5 separate regions of the Mus musculus genome follow, and all the other regions are linked to region 2. Evidence: chromatin contacts called from public promoter capture Hi-C data. All regions are on one chromosome and are shown on one strand. Each heading gives the region's core, a stretch centred on a gene start, on an enhancer-like site or on the middle of the called end of the contact. The rest is flanking DNA. Distances are from core to core; before and after follow the strand shown.

Region 1 (3,828 bases), core at 139-2,638, 670 kb after region 2:
ATATTTTGACTCAAACCCACTTATTGACCTAAGAGGGACTCATCCTTTGGTCTGGGCCATCATGGTCTTAATGCCTGTCCGTGCATCTCTGGAGGGGCCAGCTGAGACTCAAGTGTTTTCCCACAGTGATGCCTATGGGACTGGGAGCCAGAGCAGGGCTACTCTGCTTGGGAGCTGGACTTGGCCTGGTGCCACAGGGAAACAAGGCAGAGCGTTCGGGAAGAGGAGGAGAAGGAGACGGTCTTCCCAGAACTATAGGGAGGGTGAGCAGGGAGTCAGGGGCTGAAGGAGAGGCTTCTCAAGTTGTGTGGACAGTGTCTTTATAAAGATGGAGATTAGGACAAGCTCCGTGGGAGGGGAAGAATGCTAGTCTCGAATGTCCTATCTGGGTAGGGATAGTCCCCTATTGCCACCCAGTCAGTATCAAGCCCTTGTCTTAGTGAGGGAGTGGTGTAGGCCCAGATGTTCCTGGGAAAAACAACAGGCCCAGCCTGGATTCATTTCTGAGCGCCCTTAATGAGAGCTGCCTGCCAATCGGATTTCGAGAAGGAAAATAGGAAGGAGGAAAAAAAAAAGACATTTTAAGATTTTGTGTTGTGCTAAATTTGATGCTGTTGTTGGCTGCAATTTGGACACACCTGGTTTAGATCAATCTAACCGGTACATAGGAACAGAGACCACAGTGAGCTCTCTGCCCACCCTTAGCTGCCACCCCACCCCCCACCCCCCATACACTTGGATGACCCTTGAGCAGGCTGCTGTTTCCCTGAGTGTGGGTCAGAAGAGGCTGGGAAATACTTGAGTGTGTTTCCCTTAGCTCAGTTGTCTGCCCAGTGGGTGTTGGCAACCAGCGCCCACTGAGTGGGCAGAGGCTTAAGCACAAAGGTGGTCTACCAGGTCCTTGCCCTCAGGCCACCTGCTTCCTGATGGATTGCTAAAGAACGAGGGTCAGAGTGTTAGTAGCTTTCTGGCGGGTCACTGATCTGACCATGGATGGCCTACAGCTCAAGTGATGCTTGGGAGATGAGAGAGGGACTATGGGCCGCGTCTAGAGTCCTTGTGCCCTGGGGAACCTGCGAGGCCTCGGTTCTGGCGAATGCGACATAAACACTACCAGACAGGCCAAGCTGCCTGGTCCCCTCACCCTACAAGGCGAGGCTGCACGAACTGTCCTGCCTCCTCCCGGGGAGCTCAACGGATTCCCGAGCCTTTGCTCTTCCTTGTGCTTAGTTAGCCTTGGGCGCCCTCCCGTGGTAGCAAAGCAGCAAGGCTCAGTCTATCCAGCCACACCTCACCACTTTCATTGGTTGCTAAGCTAAGGTCTAAATGCAGGATTGGTTGGCCTGGGGCGAGGAGGCGGGACTCGAAGGTCAACTACGGACGTCGAGTGGTCAACCTGGGACGGAGGGGTGGGCATTTCGTAGGAGCGCTTGGCTGCAGTCCCGGCCGCCGGGATGGCGGCGCCGCACCTTTGCGCGGATGGCTCCTGCTGCTCTCACCCTAGTGCGGTGCCCGGGGTACAGCAGACGCTGGAGGAGATGGACTTCGACAGGGGTGAGAGGGGTGAGGCGGCCGCGTTGCCGGCGGCGGGCAATCTCCAGCCCCATCTCCGGGAACGTGGACTGAAGGAGGCCTCGAACCGTGTTTGGAGCTTCCGGGCCTGGTGCAGGAAGGCTGGCTTCAAAGCGTGGCAGGAAGCCCCTCGACTACTCCGTCTCGAGTGCGGACGGGTAAATTGAGGCATTGGTTTCTGAACTGGGTCTGGAGACCAACCCAGCTAGGAGACAGCCTGGTCAGGTGACAGAGGAGCTAGGGAAAGAATCTGCAGTTGGTGGTTCGTATCCACCGGGGAGGTCAGGGCAGCTGGCCCTTGCTGCTCTCGGGTGTGAGTGTACAAGTTTTAGCAATGACAGTGATCTCGAAAGATTTACTGTGGAGCGCAGGGGTGTGACTGTTTTGTCCAAAATCATACAGAGATTTTGCTATTAGCAGTGGTCCCTGTTCTTCTGTGCCGGTTACCATGTTATCCCCAGGAACAGGTAGTTTGTGCAGTTGTAGCAAGGTTGTCATCAGTGTAGGGCTGATGATACGGAACACTTGATGGTTACCATAGGAATGGCTTCCTAGCGGGCGGCGTTTCTCTACACCTCTGCTACCCCCATCTTTTGGACTAGGGACATAATAGGACTCCCCGCTTCCTCCTCTTGAAGTGTTTTCTCCGCTGTACCTTTAGAAAATAACAAATGAGATGATTACATTTACGCTTTTTTTAATTTAAAGACTATTTATGTGCATTTAGCTCCTGGAGGCCAGAATAGGGCTTCAGATTCCCTGGAATTGGCAGTTACAGATGTGACCAGCTGAGAAACAACCCTGGTCCTTTGCAGAGCAGCCAGAGCGCTCTCTCTCTCTCTCTCTCTCTCTTTTTTTTTTTTTTTTTTGAGACAGGGCTTCTCTGTATAGCCCTGGCTGTCCTGGAACTCACTTTGTAGACCAGGCTGGCCTCGAACTCAAAAATCCGCCTGCCTCTGCCTCCTGAGTGCTGGGATTAAAGGCGTGCGCCACCACCGGCCTGGTGCAGACAGAACTCTTAACTGAGCCGCCTCTCCAGCGCCTCCTATTGCGTTTAGTTCCCCAAGCCAGACTGACTGTTGTGTTTCTGTACCTCTTTATGGTTCTCACCCTTGCAGCCATCACCCTTATGTTTCTAAAATATGCAAGCCCTCTGTCCGATGACATGGTCTGTTTTGTTTGTTAGTCCGCTTCAGGCTGACTGAGGCTTTCCCGCCAGCATTCAGTTCTATGGCACTTCTTCAGGGACCCCCCTTCCTTAGAGAGTCCTCAACCTGGGGACAATTATGCCCAGTTTAGGTCTAGAGATATTTTTGTGTGTCACAGCTAATCTGACCCGCACAGGTTGGCTCCCCACAACAGACATGATCTGCCTCAAAATGTCAGCCCTTCCTGTGTGGAGGAAGAAACCTTGTGGTATTCAAAGCCCTGGCATTTCCACTCTGGTTACCCTGTTACCTTAATGCTTTGCTCTCTTTGTAGCAGTTTGGACTGACTCAAAGGCTGAGACGGGAAGGTCACAGTTCAAGGCCAGTTCAAGGCAGAGCATGTTAGACACTTTGTCTCAGAAATTGTTTGTTATCACCTGCTGCAATTTTATCAGCTTATTCTTTTATTTATTTTTCACATGTGATAAAGATACCTATTATGTGAATTTTTTTTTTCTGTAAAGCATGGGGTTTATTTATTTATTTTTTTAGTTTTGAATTAAATCTGTTTTGGTGACTTTCTTTGTGTATGTATGTGTGCTATGTTTTGTTTTGTTGGTCCATCTCTCCCCACCCCACAACCACAGGGTCTCACTATATAACTCTGGCTGTCCTGGAACTCATTTTGTAGATCAAGCTGGCCTCGAACTCACAAAGTGCCATCTGTTTCTGCTTCCCTGGTGCTGGGATGAAGGTGTGCACCATTACTGCCTGGCCCTAGCAACTAACTACTCTTGACTACTGAGCCATCTCTTTGATTACATCTTTGATTACATATATATATACATATACATATATATATATATCACAAGTAAAAAATATACAGTATATATAATTATATATATACAAATTATACAGCCATCTCTTTGATTACAGATATATATGTGTATGTGTGTGTATATATATCACAAGTAAAAAAATAAACAAAAATATAATTATTTATATATACAAATTATATATGCACACACATGTTTAACGTATATGACTGTTTTGCCTGTATGTATGCACTATGCATATGCCTGGACAGGAGATTGGATCCCCTGAAGCT
Region 2 (3,486 bases), core at 424-2,923:
TTTGCTTTTCCTCAACTTCAACTTGCAGTTACTCTCAAGGTGACCTTCCCCGAGAGACCCTCTGACAGGAACAATCCTCAACATCTATTTAGCTTCAGGGCTGCTGCTGTGTCTACTTCAGTCTAGAAAGCAGGCCACTCACAGGTGCTATAAGCTTCCTCTCTCCCACCGCTCAGAGAAGTTCCCCAGGGTAGAGACTGTGCCTGCTTAATTAATTTAATTCTGTTTCTCCCACTGAACTTTGTTTCGCACTAAGGAATCATCAGTATGAAATAAGAGAGGCCAGAGTGAAGCCCCAGGGTGTGTAATGGGGGGGGTGGCATAGAGAAAAAGACCCATCTCAATCTTCAGTAGGGGGTGGGGGTGGAGGGGTAGTGAGTGTTCACGTGGCAGTATACTGGGGATGGGAGGGGGTGTCAGAGCAAGGCTCTGGGGCCTGGTTATTGTTATCTTTCAACTCCTGTAGGAAGCTGGCAGCCAGAGAGAGCTTCCAGAACTAGAGAAGAGCCTGCGCAGCTTCCAACTGTTTACCTCTGGGTACCATGGCAACCTGAGGCTGGTCACCATAGCAACCCCATTCTTAACCAGAAGCACATCCTGCAGCTGACAGTGAATGAGAACAGAAAAGGCATAAAATCAGGTGCATCAGAGGCAAGAGGCACACAAAGTCCTGGCCAAAACCCCAAGGAAAGTGACTGAGATCTTGTGCCATACAGACAGCCGTTAGAGAGCAACCATTTCTGGCATCAAGGACCACAGAGGACCCCCTCGGGAGTGAAAAAGAAGTTGAGGAGGAAAAAGAATCAGAACAAATTTCACATTCATCTCCACTGACACCAGAGGATCCCTCAGACCTCAGCTGAAATCTCTACTATGCTCTGCATGATATGACTAAATTTCCTACAGCCAGAATTTTAGCATAGAAGTTTGGTTTGGTCATGACATGCACCTCCCGCTCTGGGTCCAAATTTTGCCAGGCTCCCTTTCCCATGGATTCTCACTTCGGGAGGTGTGGGCACCAAAGCACACTGCACTGGGTGAGTGCCATGGCCGGACAACTACATCGCTGCTTGTTTTAATGAGTGATGCTGTATGGGGTAGAAGATGATGACCCACAGAGAATGTTGGCACAGAGCTGGGCTCCCTGCTATGGGATGGTGTTTGAACCCAGGTGGCAGGCACTTTCTAAAGCTTTGAGGGATTGGGAATGGTGAAGCAGACCCCAGTCTCAGATCAGAATAAGAATTAGTGATGATCGCTCATAAGGAACAGTCCAGCTTCTGGAGAGAGGTTACTCAGGGTAGAGCTACAGGGAGAGCCCTGAGCAAACGGGTCTCACCTGTGAGGCTGTTTCACCAATGCCTGCTTATCGAAGGCTGCAGACTCCACACCGCTCTGCTTAAGTCTCCTTCTTGAAGGAGGCAAGCCGTGCCTAGGAAGACGCTTGCTTCTGAAGATCAAAGTCCCAACAGCATCAGAGAGGGAGATGATGAGAAAAACAAAACAAAACAAAACAAAACAAAACAAAACAAAACAAAACAAAACCTGGATCAGCTTTTCCCACTTCCTAGCTCCACAGTCCCAGCCCAGAGTAGCCAGTAGATTGGCAGCCTGAGGTGGTCAAGGGTGGATTGGGTGTGGAGAAGGGGGTGGAAGACAAGAGGGAGTGCATAGTTATTGAGGAAATTCTGAAGACTGAGCCAGACACTTTATCAGATAAGCGGATTTTAAGGGATCAGGGGCCACCAACCCTAGCCACTAAGCCTTCTGGCCCTGTGGCTAAGTCCGGTATAAATTTTTCATTAAAAAAAAAAAAAAAGATTCTTTCTTCTTAAATAAACTCCTCACTCCTTCCTCAGTCCACCTGACTCTTTGTCTTTCTAGGCTGAGTAGGGTTTGGAAGAGCAGCTCACATCCCCTGCATGCTGCCTCAGGGTGACGCCTTCCAAATCTTTGACCCGAGTGTCCCAGCGCGGTTTTGGCGCTGGGAGACACTAATCCGGTGAGCCAGAGGGACGAGATGGACTTTGAGCTCCTTCCTGATTTAATGGCAGTGAAGATGCTGCCTCTGAGTACAGGATGGCTGGAGAACGTATGGCTGGACCCGGTCCTGTGGCGGTAAAGTCAGCCCAGCTCTTTCTGTTTGGTTACTCGACGGCTTAGCGGGCTTAGCTCAGTGAGTTGCAGAAAGGGGATGCTTATGGGGAGCACCGAGTACGCTTGTTCTTGTTCCAAGCACACTGGAGGGTGTCCCCTATGTCTGCAGAGACAGGCAGGAAGGGACCTGTTTCAGCACCGTGGGCTGCGGACAGCGCCCCGCCACTCACCAGGACCAGCTTGGACCTGGAGCCCGGATCCAGCCCAGAATCTCTGTTTAGTGTAGTGGCCCAGCAACTTCCAGCTCAACCCCCACCCCCACCCCCCTTGAGTCCTTACCCTGTCAAAGTTTGGGCTTCTTGGTGCGCCTGGATCTGGGAGAGCGACTCCTTCCTCTCTCTCTCTCTCTCTCTGTTCTGGGCAACAGCCCGGACTTCTTTCTCCTGCTCTTCAGCTCCCTGTCTCCGGCATGGTCTTCTGGGTCCAGCAGGCGGAGTAACTCTGTTGCTTCCTTTGACTGAGAGAGTCAACTGAGATGCCTGGAATTCAAAGGAAGTCTGGAGAAAGGCAGAAGCCACACTTGCTTGTATTCAGAGGAGGGGAAGGAGGAGGAAGACGGGGAGGAGGAAGAGGAGGCAGGAAGCAGGAAGCAATAAAGTAATAGTCCAGCTGTCAACTTTGGACTTTTCTTCTGATCTCAAGTGGCCACCACAGACAACTTCCAGTAGCCCACACTAAGTGAGGACAGTAAAGATCGGGAGGCTTGAAGTTTAAGGTGTGTGTGTGTGTGCTACAGTCATCTACAATGTACAATTATACAATCTACACTCTTAATGGTGCTTTTAGAAGCAAGTTTCTCTTGGGATGCATATTCTTGCAGTTTTTAGTTTCTTCTACCTCACTATATTCTAGACCAGTGGCTCTCAATGACCCTTTCACAGGGGTTACATCAGATCTCCTTCACATCAGGTATTTACATTACTATTCGTAATGGTAGCAAAGTTATAGTTAGTAGCAATGAAAATGATGTTATAGTTGGTGGTCACCACAACATGAGGAACTGTATTAAAGTGTTGCAGCATTAAGAAGGTAGGGAACCACTGCTCTAGACTCACAGAACCAAAATTTAAAACCCACCAACCAGCTAGCAGTCCCTATTCTGTATTGAATTCAGAGGGACTTAAGCTCTCCTTGGAGATAAGAGTTTTTTGGTTATTTTTTTTCAATAAGGCTGTGCAGTTCCAGAAACTAGATTTATGCACAGAGGTACAGGTGAGCAGGACAATGTTGCTAAGAATGGTGACCTATGGGGCAGAATATTTGCCTAGCATATGTGAGACCTTGCTTCAATCTCCAGCTGGAAAGAGGCAGAGGAAGAGAGAGTGGGAG
Region 3 (3,760 bases), core at 625-3,124, 740 kb before region 2:
ATTTCCCCACACTGTAATAAAAATTTTAATTGCTTGTGTGTCCTAGTTACTGCTTCTGAACAAAATAGAGAGAAGGCCCTGGATCCTCTCCGGGATCTGGTTTTCAATGATGTGCCCGATACCCCGCCTTTTTTGGCTCCAATGATGAGGAGGAACCATGCAATCTCATACTCACTTCTCGGATGTAAGAATTCAGAAAAGCCAAATGTTCAAGTCTATATCCTTCAGTGTCCTAGCCTGTGGCCCTGCCATCTGCCCCCAACGGCTTCATCTGTTCATCTGACATAGCCTGGAGTCTATGAGGATGTCCCAGAGCCTACCCCACTGTGGGCAGTGTCATCCCTAGGCTCATAGGCTGTCTAAGAAAGGTTGCTGAGCATGGTTGGGGAACCAAGCCAGTTCCTCTATAGCTTCTGCCCTAGTTCCTGACGCACCTTCAATCTCCTTCCTTCCCAGGTTGCATTGGGTCAGGGTACTTTATCACAGACAGAAAGAAATCCTGGAAAACTAGATGTTCTCTCTACTGCTATGTGGGTTATGGGCCCAGACAACACCTTTATGAGCCTGCTCTCATAAAGCAATTGTTGTCTAAAGAGGGTAGAGTATACCCAGGCATGGTGGCACTCACCTTTAATCCCAGTACTCGGGAAGCAGAGACATGCAGATCTCTAAGTTCGAGGCCAGCCTGGTCTACAAAGCAAATTCCAGGCCAGCTAGGGCTGTTATACAGAAAAACCCTGTTTTGAAAAGCAAAACAACCAACAAGAATATAGAGAACATGGTGCTGATGTGGATATCTGGCATGGCCAAGATGGCTAACACTGGACTTGGGGGCTGTGAGCCAGAAAAAAAAAAAAAAGCAGACACTGGATGTCCAGGGAACCTCGAAGTAAGCAGTAACACAATCTCTTATGTAACTATTCCTGGGAGAACGCCACTTTTGGGTAAATCTGTATAAAAATGGCCTTGAGGTCAGAGACCTTCTCCCTCACCTTCACCAGTCTGCCTGTTTGTGTCTGTCTGTAAGCCTGTGTCTACCATGTATGGCCAGTGTGCTGGACTACATGGCTGTATGTGCCAGGGTGCTTGCTGCTGTCTGCCTGCCCAACAGCCTGGATGCTGGTGGATGAAGTGTGTCTTATCTGCCTATGGTTCCTCTCATGCGCTTCTGCCTCTCCACCTCCTGGGGCTCACCTCGCTTCCTGGTATTGGAGCTTAGACTCAAACTATCTCAGTCGTGGATAGAACAACAGATTCTGAGCTGGGGATGCTGAACTGTAAACTCCTTAACAGGAAGCTCTACTAGTCCCAAGTATGGACTAGGAGTTTATGAAAATCCAGATTCCCTCCCTCCTTCTTCCCTTCTTCCTCCCCTCCCTCTCCCTTCCTCTCTCCCTCCCTCCCTTCTTCTCCCTTCTTCTCCCTTCCTCTCCCTTTCTCCCCTTCCTCCCTCCCTTTCTCCCCTCTCTCCCTCTCATCCTTTCTTTCTTCTTTCAGCCTTTTCTCCTTCTTCTCTGTCTTTTCCTGCCTCAATATCCCTCCTCTCTCTTTCTCCATCCCTCCCTTTCTTGATTCCTTACATGACAATAAATGGGTGTGAATAAAGACAGATGTCGGACCTTTGCATTCCATCAAGAACCTGCAATTATGATTTGTCCTCCAAGGTGTGGTAAAGAGCTAATTGGTTGATGGGTGCAGAATGCCAGGACATTCTTGAATAAATCCCCATATGAGTTCAAAGTATTTATAATTATGATTATTACTATAATTTATGAGATTTAGCTGTAAATCTTATAATAAGATGAGGTCAGCACTTTTAAGAAGAAGCAGCAAGATGAGACCCTATATAAGGTTCCGAGCACTGACCGTCTCTAGGAAGAGGAGCTGACTGAAGACAGGTGAGTGGGAACCAACCCTGGACTTGTACTGAGCTTACTCGGAACGAAAATTTTAGGATATGCTAATTGAATGGTGATTAGCCAACCCTGGGTTTATTTATCTATTTAGATGGAAACTTCCAGGATATGTTAATCAATTGACAATGATTGTGTCTCTGCTTCTGAGTAAATAAGATTGAACCAAATGAAACTTAAGGATCTTGCAAGAAAAGATCACGTTTTAGAAAAGTTAAGATGATAGAATAATTCTTTCTATTCATTTACAATCATTATACAAACTTATTATTTCTCTCAGTGCACATGTAGGGCTTCTTTTGAATATGTGCACATGTAGGGCTTCTTTTGAATATGTGCACATGTGCAAGACCTCAAACAGCAGGACAGAAATATGTGCTCATTTAACACTAACAGCAATACTGGGGCCATGAAGAAAGATGGGGAAAACTATGGGCCATGAATAGGGAGGGACTGAAGTCCCTTGCTTCAGAGTCTGGCTGAGGTCTCTTGCCAGCACAGTCAACAACTGCTTCACTCACTTCCTGAGGGGAAGTGAATATGAAATGTCTTATTTTCTTCCCGAGTGCCTCTTTCCTTATGCTTAAAATATTGCCCTTAAAAATCAGCAACTCTGCTTCATACAGTCTGGTCCTAAAATGCTTCTCTATGCCAAAGCCATGAATCCTGGGTTTGCCTGGGTTGGGGTCCCTGAAAGATTACAGGATTTCCTCGGGCTGCAGGCTGCTGAGGGCAAGCTTGCAGAACCATGTGCCTCCTGTCCTCTTTCTGTTGGCAATAGATCAAAGAGAAGGTCTTTCTTGTTCTTTCAAGGCTGAAGGACTGAAGTGTTGGTACTTTGCCAGATGGCAAGCCCCTGTCCTTTCCCACTTTCAATCTTGAGGATAAAACATTGACCCAGACAAGCTCGTGTGGTGTCTTGGGGGTGGGGTGTGTGTGCATGTCTATAGAAGAGCCTTTCTTTTCTTGGAAGCTGTGAAAGAGCTAACACTAGGGGGTCTAACAGTTTAAGTTTTGGCTATTAGCATTAAAAGTCAGATGTATTTTAAGATTCTATGATGGAGGAAGCCAGGATCTTTTTTATTAGATATTTGTTCAGAAGGAAATATTCCTGGGCTCACACAGGGATGATGGTCTTCCCAGATTTCTTAACTCAGAAAAAATGAGGAAGAGCAAGAACAGAGGTACACAGACAGAAGAAGCCCCCTTCAGACAGTCTCCATGGCAAAGGGAGCGATTATGAATTTGCCAACAATGAGGAAAAAGTCTTTCTCAAACCTTCTATGTTTTCCCTAGTTTGGGTTTCCTCATAACCCAAACTCAACAAGTGCATGAGATCACAGGCCATGGGAAAATGCAGTCTGAGACACAGGTTAAATGATACGTGGGTACATACCTGCCATGCCAGCAGTCACCATGGAGGGTGGAGCAAGGGGATTTTCAGTTCCAGGGCAGCCTGGGTTACAAGGCAAGACCCAGTCTCACAAATTCAAACTGGACAAGGTAGCTCACATCTGCAATTTCTGTACTCTGTAGGCAGAACACTGTAGGAACACTGTAGATTTGAAGCCAGCCTGGGCTATATGGCAAGTACTACGCCAGGCTATAAAACCCTGTCTCAAAACAAATCAAGCAAAGATCTGGAATGTTGCCGTCTTACACTGTGGTCTAAAAAGTAGATTTTATTTCTTTAGGTATGCGACCTCTAGTTGCAGAACCATTTTATATGTATGACTGTCATCGATATTGCCATTTTTTATTTAAGCTCCATTGGCACAACGCCTTCTGCAAGGCAGTGGGCAGGGTCTTTATCATATGTAAGAAGTGAGGAGAAAGCCAGGCAGTGG
Region 4 (3,897 bases), core at 249-2,748, 650 kb before region 2:
TATGTCAAACTGGAGTTTACCTTGATACATTAACTATGGTCCACAATTAACCAGCCAATGGCTGACAGAGTCTGCAGTAACTATAAGGCATGCTTTGTCCTTGACAGTTGGGATTCATCAGTGAACTACATAAAGGTGACAAGAGTCACAGGGAAGGGAGACACATTGCCAGAATAAAGACTGTAAATCTGTGTGAGTCATGTTTAAATAGGACTACTAAAATAGTTACACGTGAGTCATTTTAAGGAGTTAAACTAAATGATTATTATGTATCGTATCACAAATTATTTTAGTTATCAGAACACAATCTCCCCACCCTCAGACACGATGAGTGTGTAGCCCTGGATCTCCTGAAACTACCTCTGTAGACCAGGCTGACCTTGAGCTCACAGAGATCTATTTGCCTCTGCCTCTGGGTTGAAGGCCTGACATACCTTCTGAGACAGACTGTAGCTGACAGACAAAATGAAACAATCTAACTTTTGAAAACCTGGTAGAATTCTGTTTCTACAGTGTTACTTTGCATAGCGACCCACACCCATATTTTACTTTTTTAAATGAAAAACTTTTTATACAATGCATTTTGATCACGTTCCTTCCTCTCCCCGTTTTTTTCAGATCCCACCACCTCCCTATCCACCCAACTTTATGTTCTTTCTTTAAAAAACCAAAACCTATGAAAACTAAAGTCAAAATAAGTAAAAGATCAACGAGACAAGACCAAAAAAGAAAAAAAAAAAAAAGCCCGTGGAGTTTGTTTTGTGTTGGCCACCTACTCCTCTGTAGGCGCCTGGGCTAGGATGTGGTTGATATACCCAACTACACTCTATTTTAACAGCTTTAGCTGAGCAAGGGATGGAACTCACTCAGTCTAGGTTTGAACTGTACCGCCGAGCAATCCACCCCCAGCTCTCTGCTTTCATCTTCATTACTGGTGTTATAATTATTTCCTCAGGAGGCTCTTACTTCCATGCTCTGGGAGACACTTCTGCAACTGCCAACACATGCTTCTCCCTGACAGAGTGTAAAGCAAGACCTAACTACAGGCCTACCTTCCTCACAAGGCCTTACCAAAACTATTTGCTATCCTCCTAATAACGCGATCCAAACCTGGAAGTGATTACGAACTTTTAAGCAAGCTTTACTCTTCGGGAGCAGGCACGCGACTAGCACTGAATGTCTTGTTTAGTTTACCCTACGCCGTATTAGAAATCAACTGTTCCCAATAATGAAATTACGTCCGGAGCACCAGGTGTAATCTGCAGAGCTTTCAGAACCAATAGGAGGGGCCCATGGGACGCACGCGTGCTCTCCGCAGCACCCACTCCTGCTCAGCGTGTGCCTCCACAACCCGCAAAGAATTCACTGGAACTGCTTCCGGCTTCACTCACCTGCCACTTCCGGTCGCGCCCGCAGCAGCTTTTTCTGCAAATTAAAACTCAATCAACCCACGTGGAACCCAGAACACTCAGCCCTCTAGACGCAGTTGCTGGGGAGTCCTCCCCAGCCCCGCCCAAGAGACCCGCCCTCAAGAGGCCACGCCCCCGTAAAGCTCGCCCCCTGGATAAGCCACACCCCCAGGAGGTCGTGGCTAAGCCTGAAATAGAAGCAAATATTTTTAAGGTTATTTCCTTCAGGCCAATGCATTTAGAACTAGATTCATTGAAAGGACAAAGTCCACTTACCAAAATATGTAAAGACGAGCTGGGTGATTCCTATGCTGGTTTCTTTCAGCAAGAGTTGGCTAAACTGTGTGGTCCAAAATGGTCTGTTCACACTCAGGAGGTGCTGTCTAGCTGCTGGGGCGGTTCGATTCAAGGCACTTGGAAGCGCTTCAACCGCATTCCTATGGCCCCAGGAACAACAAAGCCAGACTAGAGTTAAGGAATGAGATCACGGACCCACTTCTTGATGAGCAGAGCCCAAAGAATTTGTGGTCATTCCTCGCTCTTCCACAGAAACCAGTCTCTCCTCCTTCAGTTAGAATGGAAGCCTCTCCAGCCTTGCCTCCTGGTACTGCTAACGCAGTAAATGAGCAGAGTTAATTCAGGGTATATAAATTAGCTGCACCACAGACAGGACTCCTGTCTGTTACTGCAACTTTGATGAGATCAGTCTTCAGCTGGATGGTATTATGAGGGTGGGAAGGGATACTTTTCCATTCGTCATTGTAGGAATTTTGCTAGTTATCAAAATAGCCCCACATTGTGTTGCCCTTAGTAGGGCTCCTAAATTAGTAGTCTGCTTCTATATTGTATTCTTTGAAATCTGAGAAGGGACAGTTTTTTTCTGTTGTTGTTGTTCTGTTTTGTTTTTGTTTTTTGTTTTGTTTTGTTTTAATTTCCTTCAATGACCTTCCTTCATTCTCCACTGTCTGCTCTAAGATGTCTGTCTTTGGACCAGTTATCCTCTTTTTCTACTTCTTCAGCTTCTCCACTGGAATGTCCAATAACACTCTAACCTGCTTTATAGTCCTCTGGTGATGGCAATTCTCCTTTCCTGCATTTTATTCTGTCTCCTCCCCCGCTCCCAATCCCCAAGACAGGGTTTCTCTGTGTAGCCCTGGCTGTTCTGGAACTCATTTTGTAGACCAGGCTGGCCTTGAATGCACAGAGATCCACCTGCCTCTGCTTCTGGAGTGCTGAAATTAAAAGTGTGCTCCACCATGCCTGGCTCTGTCTGCTCTTCTTAAAACTTCTATTTGAGTGTGAGTTAGGGTCTCCCCCTGTAAGGCAGGCTTGCCTGGAACTCGCTATGTGGACCAGACTGGCCTCACAGAGAGCTTTCTGCCTCTGCCTTCCAAGTGCTGGGATTAAAGGTATTAGCATGGGCTTCTTTCATTTAATCACCATATTAAGGCTGAGATAACACACATTATACAGCAAATCAATCTGTATGTATGTATGTATGTATGTATGTATGTTACAAAATGTATTAGTCAGGGTTCTCTAGAGTCAGAGAACTTATAGTCTGTCTCTCTATAGTAAGGAAATCTATTATGATGACTTACAGTCTGTAGTCCAACTCCCCAACAACGATCAGCTGTGAATGGGAAGTCCAAGGATCTAGTAGCTGCTTAGTCCCACAAGGCTAGTAGATTCAAACAGTTGTGTTGGCAAGTAAACACAAGCAGGCAAAGAGAAGCGAATCTTCCTTCTTCAAATGTCCTTATGTAGGTCTCCAGCATGAGGTGTGGTGCAGATTAAAGGTGTGTACCACCACACCTGGATCTGGGACTTGTTTTGTCCCAGGCTGACCTTGAACTCAAGAGATCTCCTTGCCTTAGTCTCCTGGGATTCGTAACCACTATGCCTCAAGATCTCCATGCCAAGATCCAGGTCAGAAACTCATATCTCCCAGCCTCACAATGTGGATCACAGGTGAGCCTTCCAATTCTGGATTGTAGTTCATTCCAGATATAGTTAAGTTGACAACCAGGAATAGCCAGTACATAGAATGACTACAAAGGGTTAAAGAAACAAGGCGTTTTAGGTCATTTCAAAGAGACCTGAGAGTCCAAAGCTAGAAACTGACAAAAAGGCAAAGGAGCTGTCAGATACAAAGCCAGCTTAAGTTTTTTTAAAGGGATGTGGCTACTGCTACAGAGTCAGGCTACGGGGTCAGAGTTGAGCTGCACAGTTGAGTCCAGCTGCAGAGGTGAAAGGGCAGGACCTGGTCCATAAGAACAAATAGGTGGACAGATAGATGCAGATCTAGGTAAGCAAACAGCCAGGCAGATGGTAATTTGAGTAGCCTGTGTTAACAAGCTGGGACAAGGCAGAGCAGAAGCCCCTGGGAGAGCTGGGAGTTGTCAAGTTCTCCCACAGTCCCACACCGGATGGTTAGTGGGGCCGTCGATCAGTATTACAGTCATAGTCTCTGCCGTCTGTGGGGTCC
Region 5 (3,941 bases), core at 1,308-3,807, 580 kb before region 2:
TGTCTCTAGCTGCATATGTAGCAGAAGATGGCCTAGTCAGCCATCATTGGGAAGAGAGGCCCCTTGGTCTTACAAACTTTATATGCCTCAGTACGGGGGAACGCCAGCGCCAAGAAGTGGGAATGGGTGGGGGTCTGGGGGGACTTTTGGGATAGCATTTGAAATGTAAATAAAGAAAATACCTAATTAAAAAATAAATTAAAAAAAAAAGAGTAATCTGCTGAGTGAGGAACTGATGGACGCAGGTTGGGGCATTCTTCTTTATGTTCCTTACAGGTTGACCATCTTTCTAGGCTAAGGGGTTAGTAGGATTTCTTCAGGGTTATGTACCAGTGATTTCCCAGTGGCCTAGATAGCAGTGTTCCAAAAGCACTTTATGTTAAATACTTTTAAAGTTTTAAAGTAATACACAAGATTTGCTTTTTAGGAATCTGAGAACCGGCAAATAATGGAACAACTCCGAAAAGCCAATGAAGATGCTGAAAACTGGGAAAATAAGGCCCGCCAGACAGAGGCAGAAAACAACACCCTCAAACTGGAACTTATCACTGCTGAAGCAGAGGGCAACAGATTAAAGGAAAAAGTTGATGCCCTTAACAGAGAGGTTGAGCAAGTAAGTTTGCAGAAATGTGCTTACAGTGTCTCACGTGTCATACTAAGTGAGCTTGGCTTGGCTCAACATAATGTCAATCAGTTGAATTATATAAATGGACTGTAAGTTAGAGCCCCTTAAGTACTCTTCTATCCACCTTGGTTCTCAGGTACCCACAACCAGAAAAATTATCAGCTTTTTATTTCTTAGTTGGGAACTGTTCGGGGGGGGGGACCCAAATTTTTAAAAAATAATAAAACAGATCTATTTTTATCCTACAGCTATAAGAACATTAGCATGTTTCCACATTTGTTTCATATAGCTTTGTTTAAGGAAACATATCATCAGAGTCGGGAGTAATGTGTCTCAGTGGTTAAGAGCTCTTGCTGATCTTCCAGAAGACCCGAGTTCCATTCCCAGGAGCCACATGGGGTGGCTCCTACCACCTGTCATTGCAGCTCCAGGAGAATGGCTTCCCCTCGTGGCCTCCACAGATGCCAGCACCCATGTGGTACACACACACACACGCACACACACAAAATAAAAATAAGATAAATTAAAAGAAAGCAAACATTAAGCTATAGCTTCTCACACACATACTGGGTATGTGTAACTTTGACATTATTCTAGCTGTTTCTCACGAGCTCATACTCTGTCTGTGCATCTCTTACCTATCCATGATAGTTAATGCTTTCTATTTTCAAGTCAGGTTTGCAATGTGTGTGTGTGTGTCACCTGCCAGTGTAGTAGTGGTGTGTGTGTGTGTGTGTGTGTGTGTGTGTGTACTGTGTGTTGTGTGTGTTTGTGTGTGTGTGTTTTAAGATTTTATTTTTATTTTTAAAAAGACTTTATTTATTTTATGTATATTAGTACACTGTTGCTGTTTTCAGACGCACCAGAAGAAGGCATCAGATCCTATTAAAAATGGTGTGGTTGCTGGGAATTGAACTCAGGACCTCTGAAAGAGCAGCCAGTGCTCTTAACTGCTGAGCCATCTCTCTAGGCCCACCATGTGGCTCTATTTTTATTTTTAGTTGTATGTATGTATGTATGTATGTATGTATGTATGTATGCATGTGCATGTGTGAGAAAGAGGGAGAGGGAGGGGGCTTGTGCATGTGAGTCCAGTGCCCATGGTGTTGGATCTCCTGGAACTGGAGTTACATATGGTTGTTAGCAGCCTGACTTGGTTTCTGTGAATCAAACTTCTGTTTGACAATGCAGTATGTTCTCTTAATTGCTGAGTCATCTCTCCAGTCCTTGTCATCAAGTCTGTATTTGTTAGGGCTGGAGGTTTGGTTTGGTATCAAGCCTAGAACATCTGAAGGCCTGAATTCATCCCTGGCATGACAAATAATTTTATTTAAGTAATAAAATATACTAATTATGTGTTTGCAACAACGTTAAAGCTTCATCTGATTCGTTACACACATCCATCAGACAGCGGCATATATTCATTGTATCAATGTTGTCTTGCTTAAATTATCCCCACATTAAGGGGAATTTAATTTTCCCCCCTTTCTGTAGTGAAGGGCTGTGTAACAAACATTCTTTTTATTTCTCTTGGCTCTGTTTTCTTAGGCTTATGCTTGGAAGCGAGTGCCTAGTCTAAGACACACAATTTCGCTTAGTTTATCAAATTGCTTTCTAAAAGTTTACTCTTGCCAGAAACCATGGGTTATGATTTGCTTAAATACTATATTCTGTATTATGAGCCTTAATTTTTCCACAGTTGGGTTCTATGTTTCCTAGATTACAAGTGAAACTGAACGTCTTTAATGCTGCTTTTTAAAAACGACAACTGAATCTTTTACCAAAACAAAGTGTCCTCAAACCCCACGAAAATTACACGACCTCTCAGAAGCAACTGTGCATCAGAAATTAATTTGAAAGTCTTCCTTCCATACATTGTTAACAAAGCCCTTTCTAGGATGAGCGTCCTCTGTGCCAAAACCACTGTGTTCTAAGAATATCTTTGATGGACATGTGAGACCTCTTGAGGTTTTTCCTTCAGCAAGAGCAAAACCAGTACTAAAAGCCCAATAGCAGGAAGCTGAGGGTTTCTGGCAGAGACTGGCTGACACTTGCCTGATTCACATTTTGTCAACAGCAGGTGGCACATACCTGATGAAGACACAAGTTACAGGGTTCAGTGTTTATTGACCACTTAAGGTTTCTCTTGCTGTTGGTAATTAACACTTCTCTAAATCATCCTGGTGATGGTTGTGGTGGCAGCGTGCCCCAATGTTCTGGATTCTCAAATGAAACACACACACACACACACACAGAGAGAGAGAGAGAGAGAGAGAGAGAGAGAGAGAGAGAGAGAGAGAGAGAGAGGGAGAGAGAGAGAGAGAGAGAGAGAGAGAACCTTCTATTTTAATATGCCTTAAAAGGCTCAATGGTTGGACCACTCCCAAACTTCCACGTTGCTAATGCCTCCCCTCCAATACTCCTGAGTTATTACTTACTAAAACCTATATTCTGTCTTTGTTACCCTAGACCCAGTTAGGGGGGTGGGGGAGAGCTGGGGCCGCTTACCACTGGCTCTTACATGATTAGTATGCTCTTTGTCTTCTGCAGCTCTCAAGCCTGAATCTTAGTCCTTTCCTGGCATGGAAATTCTTCTTTCTCCCTTGGTCCCTGTCTTAGTCAGGGTTTCTATTCCTGCACAAACACCATGACCAAGAAGCAAGATGGGGAGGAAAGGGTTTATTTGGCTTACACTTCCATACTGCTGTTTATCACCAAGGAAGTCAGGACTGGAACTCAAGCAGGTCAGGAAGCAGGAGCTGATACAGAGGCCATGGAGGGATGTTTTTTACTGGCTTGCTTCACCTGGCTTCCTCAGCCTGCTCTCTTATAGAACCCAAGACTACCAGCCCTGAGATGGTCCCACCCACAAGGGGACCGCCCCACTTGATCACTAGTTGAGAAAATGCCTTACAGTTGGATCTCATGGAGGCATTTCCTCAACTGAAGCTCCTTTCTCTGTGATAACTCCAGCTGTGTCAAGTTGACACACAAAACCAGCCAGTACAACACCCCTTGCCTGCAGATCCTAAAGTCCCACCTCTGTCTCTCTGCCCAGCCATTGGCTGCTGGCAACTTTATATACCATTCAGAACCAACTAGGGGCATGGACCCTCAGCATCTTACAAACAGATTCTTGGATTCTCGTGAAATTTTGGTAACCCAAATAATATAATGCAATAATTAGACCAAATCCACAACACCTCTTAGATGGATTTTCTCTTACATTTCTTTTGGATAAAGTAAAAAAAAAAATTTTTTTTTAAATTTTGTGTGCATGAGCGTTTGCCCAGATGTATGTGTACATGGGTCCCAT

What was found. Promoter capture Hi-C pulls out the DNA fragments that hold promoters and counts their contacts.
Region 1: a promoter capture Hi-C map of hippocampal neurons shows a contact between it and region 2, with 3 times the contacts expected there. The contact joins the promoter of Ankrd39 here to the promoter of Cnga3 in region 2. A contact is called at or near these places in 9 of 39 promoter capture datasets (the 3T3-L1 cell line, cranial neural crest, embryonic stem cells and 3 more), 4 of 115 datasets of contacts at active chromatin or transcription factors (SST interneurons, T-cell acute lymphoblastic leukemia, astrocytes and 1 more) and 2 of 9 other capture datasets (embryonic stem cells and liver).
Region 3: a promoter capture Hi-C map of liver shows a contact between it and region 2, with 2.4 times the contacts expected there. The contact joins the promoter of Lyg1 here to the promoter of Cnga3 in region 2. A contact is called at or near these places in 5 of 39 promoter capture datasets (the 3T3-L1 cell line, hematopoietic stem and progenitor cells, liver and 1 more) and 1 of 9 other capture datasets (macrophages).
Region 4: a contact with region 2 is called in a promoter capture Hi-C map of embryonic stem cells. The contact joins the promoter of Lipt1 here to the promoter of Cnga3 in region 2. A contact is called at or near these places in 5 of 39 promoter capture datasets (the 3T3-L1 cell line, embryonic stem cells, hippocampal neurons and 2 more) and 1 of 115 datasets of contacts at active chromatin or transcription factors (embryonic stem cells).
Region 5: a contact with region 2 is called in a promoter capture Hi-C map of pre-B cells, with 4 times the contacts expected there. The contact joins the enhancer-like site here to the promoter of Cnga3 in region 2. A contact is called at or near these places in 13 of 39 promoter capture datasets (the 3T3-L1 cell line, 3T3-L1-derived adipocytes, the HPC-7 cell line and 7 more) and 2 of 9 other capture datasets (adipose tissue and liver).

Annotation. Positions count from the first base shown.
Region 1 is chr1:36,544,812-36,548,639 of GRCm38.p6, reverse strand. Ankrd39 (ankyrin repeat domain 39) reads left to right here and starts at 1,388. Exons shown (of 4, transcript NM_026241.4): 1 at 1,388-1,554. The coding sequence starts at 1,455. Sema4c (sema domain, immunoglobulin domain (Ig), transmembrane domain (TM) and short cytoplasmic domain, (semaphorin) 4C) reads left to right here. Exons shown (of 15, transcript NM_001126047.3): 15 at 1.
Region 2 is chr1:37,217,392-37,220,877 of GRCm38.p6, reverse strand. It overlaps Cnga3 (cyclic nucleotide gated channel alpha 3), which reads right to left and starts at 1,673. Exons shown (of 6, transcript NM_009918.2): 1 at 1,340-1,673.
Region 3 is chr1:37,955,873-37,959,632 of GRCm38.p6, reverse strand. Lyg1 (lysozyme G-like 1) reads left to right here and starts at 1,874. Exons shown (of 6, transcript NM_027111.3): 1 at 1,874-1,898.
Region 4 is chr1:37,869,820-37,873,716 of GRCm38.p6, reverse strand. Lipt1 (lipoyltransferase 1) reads right to left here and starts at 1,498. Exons shown (of 2, transcript NM_001037918.4): 1 at 1,392-1,498.
Region 5 is chr1:37,798,392-37,802,332 of GRCm38.p6, reverse strand. It overlaps Tsga10 (testis specific 10), which reads left to right. Exons shown (of 18, transcript NM_001290721.1): 14 at 428-613. Among named protein-coding and RNA genes, the nearest start is that of Tsga10, 55 kb to the left of the region's middle. Within about 2 kb of position 2,557, at least 7 of the 459 cell types and tissues checked have an H3K27ac peak or open chromatin away from gene starts, as enhancers often do. A contact at or near this core is called in pre-B cells, where this site is marked.